2 separate regions of the Ovis aries genome follow, and region 1 is linked to region 2. A link is a contact called in public Hi-C data. All regions are on one chromosome and are shown on one strand. Each heading gives the region's core, a stretch centred on a gene start, on an enhancer-like site or on the middle of the called end of the contact. The rest is flanking DNA. Distances are from core to core; before and after follow the strand shown.

Evidence for each region. A called contact is a pair of places that touch in the nucleus more often than the background predicts.
Region 1: a contact with region 2 is called in a Hi-C map of hypothalamus, with 2.0 times the contacts expected there. The contact joins the enhancer-like site here to the promoter of EHBP1 in region 2. A contact is called at or near these places in 2 of 16 Hi-C or Micro-C datasets (hypothalamus and mixed tissues).

Annotation. Positions count from the first base shown.
Region 1 is chr3:45,774,764-45,778,378 of ARS-UI_Ramb_v3.0, forward strand. No RefSeq gene overlaps it. Among named protein-coding and RNA genes, the nearest start is that of TMEM17, 43 kb to the left of the region's middle. Within about 2 kb of position 1,903, at least 10 of the 54 cell types and tissues checked have an H3K27ac peak or open chromatin away from gene starts, as enhancers often do. A contact at or near this core is called in hypothalamus, where this site is marked.
Region 2 is chr3:45,562,110-45,566,037 of ARS-UI_Ramb_v3.0, forward strand. EHBP1 (EH domain binding protein 1) reads right to left here and starts at 2,617. Exons shown (of 23, transcript XM_060412059.1): 1 at 2,413-2,617.

The DNA of each region.
Region 1 (3,615 bases), core at 653-3,152, 210 kb after region 2:
AGCTGGTGGGGCTCTAGGGGCAAGAGTACAGGGTCCAGGCAGTAGTACAAGGGTGCTCTGAGAGAGGCAGTGATGAGTGGGAGTTTCAGGAGCTGCCATGACATGAGTGCCTTGTGTTGCTCTGGTGACAGGCGGGGCTGTCAGTCAGGGGCCCCCTCAAGGTGCGAGAAGGCACATTAAGGGATATAGAAAGGCCCTGAGCTTCCCTCGGCTACAGCCTGGCCTGAGATCACATATCCTGCCTTGTCTCTCAGTCTTTTCATGGGTCACGTCAGGGGCGTCCTCTGTGATGGTAGGTCAGCTCCATCTGGCTTCCTGACCCCAATCCTTGGTCTCATCTCTGATTCCAACCTCAACCTATGCCAGCTAGCCTCACCCTGATAGCAGCTTGTCTCAAGAGCAGACCTGTGTCTCTTGCATCCTCCACTTGAAAATGTCTGTGATGCTGTAGACACTAGTGGGAGCCCCCTTGAATTTACACATGCACAGCCCTGACATGCAGCAGAGTTAATGCCTCCCACAGAACCCTCAATGGGCAACAGAAGCTGATGTATGTCTCCAGCTGATCATCAGGCAGACCAGCCTGGGAGCCGAGCCCGGGTGGGATTAAGCTCCATTTACAGAGCTATGACCTTGATGTGTAGTGGTGTAGTGTTAGTCGCTCAGTTGTGTCCAACTCTGCAACCCCATGGAGTATAGCCAGCCAGGCTTTACTGCCCATGGAATAACTGGAGTGGGTAGCCATTGCCTTCTCCAGGGAATCTTCCCAACCCCAGGATTGAACCCAGGTCTCCTGCATTGCAGGCAGATTCTTTACCATCTGAGCCACCAGGGAAGATGTCTATATTGGCTTTCTTTCCCCTCCCTCCCCCTTTTCCCCATGCCTTGCTTCTGCTCCCTGAAGTCACCTTCCATATCAACTACCCGCACACATACTTTTAGGTTGGGCTCAGCCTTCTAGAGGGTGGACCCAGAATAGGAAACATAATATTTCTGTGTAACCTCAATAAATCCCAGCGCCCCTTGAGGCTCAGTCTTGGCAGGAAGTCCGGCAAACAATAATGGTGTCATACAAAGGAATCTGAACCTTCAGTATCTATAAAGATGCATCAAAGAGGAGCCAGCACTTTCTAAATTCCCTGTGTCTGTGTCCCAAACCATCTTCCAGCTACTTCAGACCCCTTTAGATGCCATTCTTACTGTTCTTCTTTTCCATTCCTTTATTGCATGAATGTAGTTAGCAATGGCCTCCTGATTTCAGCTTCCCTGAAGAGCCAGCAGCAATCTTCTTCAGTGGTGGTGGCAGAATGGGGGACTCTGGCTTCTTCCCAATGTCCTCCTCCTTTGGTTCTGGGATAAAAGTTAGACTGCAAGCTTCTAGGGCACAAACACAGAGCCTGGCTTGCATAGTCCCTACAGCAAACCTGCAGGGAGATGACCTTTTTACTGTCATGGCATACAGGGAAACGGGCATTTTTGTACCATAGACACAATAGCTAAAACTGCCAACCCAAGGGCCAAGGAGCTCCCCATCTTGCTTGGCAGAGCATCCCCATTTGGACACACCAGTGTGTCAGACCACCCTAGTTGGGAAGGTGAGGAACCAGGGCCCCCACGCTGTGGTGGGTCCTGAGAACATGTGGAGAGCTGGCCCTCTCTCGGCTTCTAATGAACAAGAGCACGGCTTGACATTTTCCTGCACATTCTTACATTTCCCACCGCCTCCCTGCCCCCATCCATACATTCCACAACACGGCAATTAATTGTTCTCTGCTGTTCAGCAGCACTGGTGTGAGCAGCCACGCCTGCAGCCTCGCTTTGTTCCCAGTTTAATCAGTGGCTGTCCCTGGCTGTCCCTCAAAAAGCAGACAAAACCAGCCAGCTGCAGACCCAGCTGTCAGCAAGCCCCTACACTGGCATTCAAGTGGCCACAAGAGAACCCACACAGTGCCCGGACAGGGTCCATTCTTCGCCTTTCTCCTCCCCACAATTGACAGGCTCTGAGGAAGGAAACGTGAGTGCTGGGCTTGGCAGCGGGGGCAGGAGGCTCTTGTTAACAGCTTGCCTTCCTGTTTATACGGGGTCTGGCAAAACTGTTAATTTCTCTCACAGAGGTGACAAATGGAAAAACCAGAACGCCAGGGAGTGGCAGCCTGGAAAACAGCCTCGGAACAACTTCTTGAAGCAAAGCAGGAGGCTGTGGGTCAGGGGGAGGACTATCTTGGGTTCCCTGGCCCAACAGAGAGGACCTCATGCGCTTAGCTGTCCCTCCAAAAAGACACAGTGAGCCTCACCATGTGGGTGTGCTTCTCCTGTGCATGCTAAGTCACTCAGTCACGTCTGACTCTGTGACCCTATGGACTGTCGCCTGCCAGGCTCCTCTGTCCATGGGATTCTCCAGGCAAGAATACTGGAGAGGGTTGCCATGCCCTCCTCCAGGGGATCTTCCTGATCCGGGGATCAAACCACGTCTCTACATCCCCTGCATTGGCAGGCAGGTTCTTTACCACTAGCACCACCCGAGAAGCCCCGCATTCTATCTACTTCCCAACAAAGTGGCCCATGACAGAAACTGTAAAGTCCCTGTGGATCTGCATTATTACCTTTGGAGTCTGTCCCCATCATCCATGAGTGATTTCTGATCTGGGTCTGAAGCTGAAACCACTCCAGGAAATAAACCAGGCTTTGGCTTATTTGCTTTATTTAAATAAACCCCTGTGCACTGCTTCCCCCTGGCATCCTGAACCCTGGGCAGTGTTTCTCACCCCAGCTGTACAGCACCTGGGGAGAGCCTGACCTATTACTCTGGGGAGGGTCCTGCGTGCTGACGTGATTTAAAAGCTGCTCAAGGGATTCTAATCAGTAGCCAAAGTGGAGAATGTCAGGGGTAGGAAAATTTTCCTTCACCCTCTTAGATTCAGTACTGAGGGACTTCAGATTTAATGACAAATACAGATCAACAGGAGAAAAGGCATACAAACTTATTAATATTTTACATGCACAGAATTCACAAAAAAGATATGCCCTTAGCAAAGGAGAGAGGGCTTTGGCTCCAAGGGACAATAAATTATGGGCAAGTGACAATGAAATATATGTGGAAAACCAGTGGAAGATAAGGATAATTTTAGTAAGGTTTGCTTATGCAGACTCATCTTGGTGCTGACTCTTGGTGATAAGAGTCGCTCTCCTCTTGCTGGTGTGGGAATGGGTATGTCTTCAAAAGAGAAATTTATGCCTTGCTTTTAGGTGGATAAGGGGAGGGCAGAGAACTCTTCCTGCAATTTTTGCTTCTCAATTGCCTTCAACTTAAAATTATCCATATTCCAAAATGGCATATTTGGAGGGGGCATATGCTGATCCCCTTTAAGAACTACTGGTAAAGAATAAATTACTGTTGCTGTTTTCATTACCAACTATTATTATTTTAAGAGCAATGCGAGCTTATTTCAAAAGGCTGTTTGTAGAGGTGAGGATGGAGGCAAGGAATGAGATGAGGAGTAAGTCAGTTCCAACAGTCACAGCCTCCTACTGGGGTGAACAACAGTCCCTACTTGACAGGAATTGGGGCGTGGGTTTGGGGAAGTGTTCCTGAGATCTAGGACTCGGTGTTAAAAC
Region 2 (3,928 bases), core at 1,367-3,866:
ATACTACAAGAACACAGTGTACATTTTACAGAAAAGGGCATAGATATTACTTATTTTGCTATAGTCTTAATTTTAAAATATGAAATAACCATAATAATAGCCATAATAATTATATTGATTCTGATTTTGTGTACATCTTAAAGTTCTCTCGTGTCCTTCCTGAGTGGCTTACTAAATCACTGTAACCTACATCTATTATGATCTCATATAGTGATATATTCTGCATCATTAACAGACTCTAAGTGTATGGATTTTTTAATGGCTAATTTATAGAAATGGTCATAACCTATTTTAATCTGTAGTGTCCTTCAGGAACAACCCACATGATAATCAAGAGGGGTTTGCATCCTATTTTTACTATTATTCTTCAGAAATTCTCAGACTTTCTCACGTCGTTATTCTGGTTTCTTTTAATACTCTTTCCCTTCCTAAAAAGGAAGAGGGGACTTCCTTGGTAGTCCAGTGGTTAAGACTTCATGCTGCCAATGCAAGGGGCACAGGTTTGATCCGGAAGAAAAAAAAGTGCACACACAAACTATTTTTTAAAAAAGGAGGAGTATGTAGGACCCTACGGAATCTTTCTCAAGTTGTTGAAAACTTCAGGAAACTAAGAAAGAGTTTCTTAAGTGATAATTCTTTTTAGGGGAAGTATTTCTCTTGGATATAAACTCTTCTTTTTCATTCTAGCTGCAAAAGTAGCTAAGAAGAGCCCAAGTTTAGAAATGGAGGAATTAAAAACAGACCTTAACCCTGTTGCTAAGCTCAAGTTCATAGGCTCCTGGAGACTCCACAGAGTAGCTACTTCTTCCCTCATGACTTTTTTTTTTTTTTTAAATAACCTGTCTGCTAACTAAATTTATCGGAGAACCTTAAATATAGAATATTTTAAGATCTTTCTATCCACTTAGCTGATAGGGAATAGCAACTGAGTATTGATCACATGAAATGTTATTAATGGCACATAAAAGGTATAGTCCCTGCTCTCAAAGAATTTTCAGAAACAGATGTTCAATATACATGCAGGAAATTAACACAAATCACTTCACCTCTCTGAGTCCCAGTTTCTTATTCTGTCAAACAAATCATCACGCTTCCTTTCTGGGATGTTGAGATAAGTATGTAATGGAAGATGGAAGATAAGTATGTAAAGTGCCTGACATACAGTAAACAGTCAATAAATAGCAATTAATAATGTACATCATTGTGTGTGTTAGCAAACAGAGTCTAACATAATACATAATAAACATCAAAACTTGACCTTCAAGAATAACTTGGGCACTACTTAGTTGTTACCAAACATCGCTACCTCAAGGAATAGCAAATCTCAAAATAAACTACTTTCAACATTATTTGTCTTCCATTAAACTCAGTGATTACCTAGAGTGGAACACCAATAACCTATGTATACTCAGAATTTTTCAATAATTACTAAGAATTCACTTAGCCCCAACCCCCATGACCACTTTCCATGCGATATATCATCTGAGATCTTTTGTCATTCTAGAAATTACCCTTTTCTTAAGGTTCTCATTTCTCCTACCTACCAGTATGTACCAATAAGTACATCCTACTGACCCTCCCCCCTCCCAAACTGTGTTTCTGCCTTTTTCTAAACCCCTATTAACTCAGGTCTTGATTTATCATCTCCTTCCATCCCAGGCTTAATCTGCATGTAATACACCTGTGGATATAAGTAACTTTAATTGTCTTGTCCATTTGACCCAGGTGTTGACTGCAAAATGTTATAGCTGTTTTACTTAAAAGATTCAACATTTAAAATAATTTCTATATTGCCTTTAAATATCACCAAGCTTGCAGTGAAAATAGAATATAAAAAAAGGAAAATACCACCCCAAAATTTCAAATCCTCTGTGCCATGACAGTTTTGAAATGATAGAAATTTTTTTCATTGAAGCAGCTTTGCCAGTTAACCACCTAAATGGAGATTCTAGTCTATGAAGTGCAACCATAGGCTTGAATTATTATCATCTCTGGTAATAAAATTCTTATCCTTGGGTTTTACAGTTTTTGCAGTAAAAAATTGTCAGAGGTATTATTGCAGGATTTAACTACTAATAGAACTTATCTGTGCCTTAGTCATAGTAATAAGATTTACCTGCAACAATAGCACTGCACTGCAGATTTTTGCATTGTGTTTTCCAGTTACCATAGCAGCTATACAATACACAACAATATTACTGCCATTTTTAACTGCTAATACAATTACTATTTCTTTTATGCCCATAACAAACAAACTTCTGACAATCCTACAGCAATATTTATATCCTTAAAAAGCTCACTGTGGCAGGCTAATACTTTTGAAATATTAACTGAAGTTTTTGTAGTAGTTGTTTTTCCAAGTATTCTTTTTATCCTGTGGCCTTTCTCCTCCCATACCCCACCCAAAGATACCTTCAGCATCATGTTAGTGTTAGTCGCTCACTTGTGTCCAACTGTTGTGATCCCATGGACTGTAGCCTGCCAGGCTGCCCTGTCCGTGGATTCTCCAGGCAAGAGTACTAGAGTGGGTAGCCATTCCTTTCTGTAAGGCCGGACCCCTGAGGCCATGATGGGCCGCCCCTCCTCTCCTTCCTGCAAGCGAGGGGAAGTCCCTAATGGAAGGCGCCTCCCAGATCCCGGGGACCAATGACAGCACACTTCACCAGCTAAAGCCGCCCCACCCCAGCCACGCAGAAGGATCTGTCAGCCCGCGACGCCTCGGCCTGGCGACCTATCCGAACCCCCGTCCATCTAGCCTGACCATCCCTCCCAACGAACATATAAAAACCACCCCCAACACAGTCCCGTTTGGCTCGGACTTCCTCTACCTGCCTCGTTCGGGTCCAGGAACCCCGCCTGGGAGCGCTTTGCCATTAAAAAGCCTGTTAGACACTCTTTTGGTATCCTGGTCTTTTACCTAACACTTTCTCCAGGGGGATCTTCCCAACCCAGGGATCAAACCCGAATCTCCCGCATTGCAGGCAGATTCTTTACCGTCTGAGCCAGAAGCCCCATATCTACCGTCAGATAGACTGGGTTTTGCTTATTGTTTCAGGAAAGTGATACAACAGAATATAAAGAAACAAGGAATTTCTCCTTGTTTTTGAGTTTTGAAACCCAAACCCTTTGGGGGTAATGAAATATATCCAATTAGAGACCTATACTGTTCAATATGATAACCTATAGCTATATGTGACTACTGAACATTTGAAATGTGGCTAGTTGAAATTGAGATGTGCTGTGGGTATAAAATACACACCAATTTCAAAGACTTAGTATGTACAAATGAAGAGGATATATCTTATTTAAAAGTTTTCTATTGACTGCCTGTTGAAATAATATTTTAATGTATTGGATAAAAAAAGACATTAAAAATTAATTTCATTCATTACTCTTTTAATGTGGCTACTGGAAAAATTTTAATTATACATGTGGCTTTCCTTATTTTCCTGTTGGACCATGCTGGTATATACAATAGTATAACTTCCTTGCCTAGAAATAAGAAATGGATTTCCTGGACTGGAATGGGATTAAGAAGTTGGCTGGAAAGTAATGAGAGGCTACATGCTGGTGGGTCCCAGAGAGCAGAACTCACTGCTCTCTTCTCACTCTATTCTGTCAGAAGCCTTTGGCAGGATCTATCTATAGGAACTGAGAGCCAAGAGAGATAATTTCCATTCATTTTATTTGTTAGAGCCCAGGGAGGTGGCAAGACCCTAAGATAAGAAAAGGCTGGGTCGTGTGTCCAGTCCAGCCAAGACCAATTCAATAGCATTTTTTGTGCTGAATGAAATGTTCTATACATGAGTATCCAATACAGTAGCTTCTAGCCACTAGGACTATTGAGGAAAACCGCTAGGGCTCAGAAAGGTGGCTAGCCTAACTAAGGAGCAAAAGTTTTATTGAGTTTTAATTAATTTAGATTTCA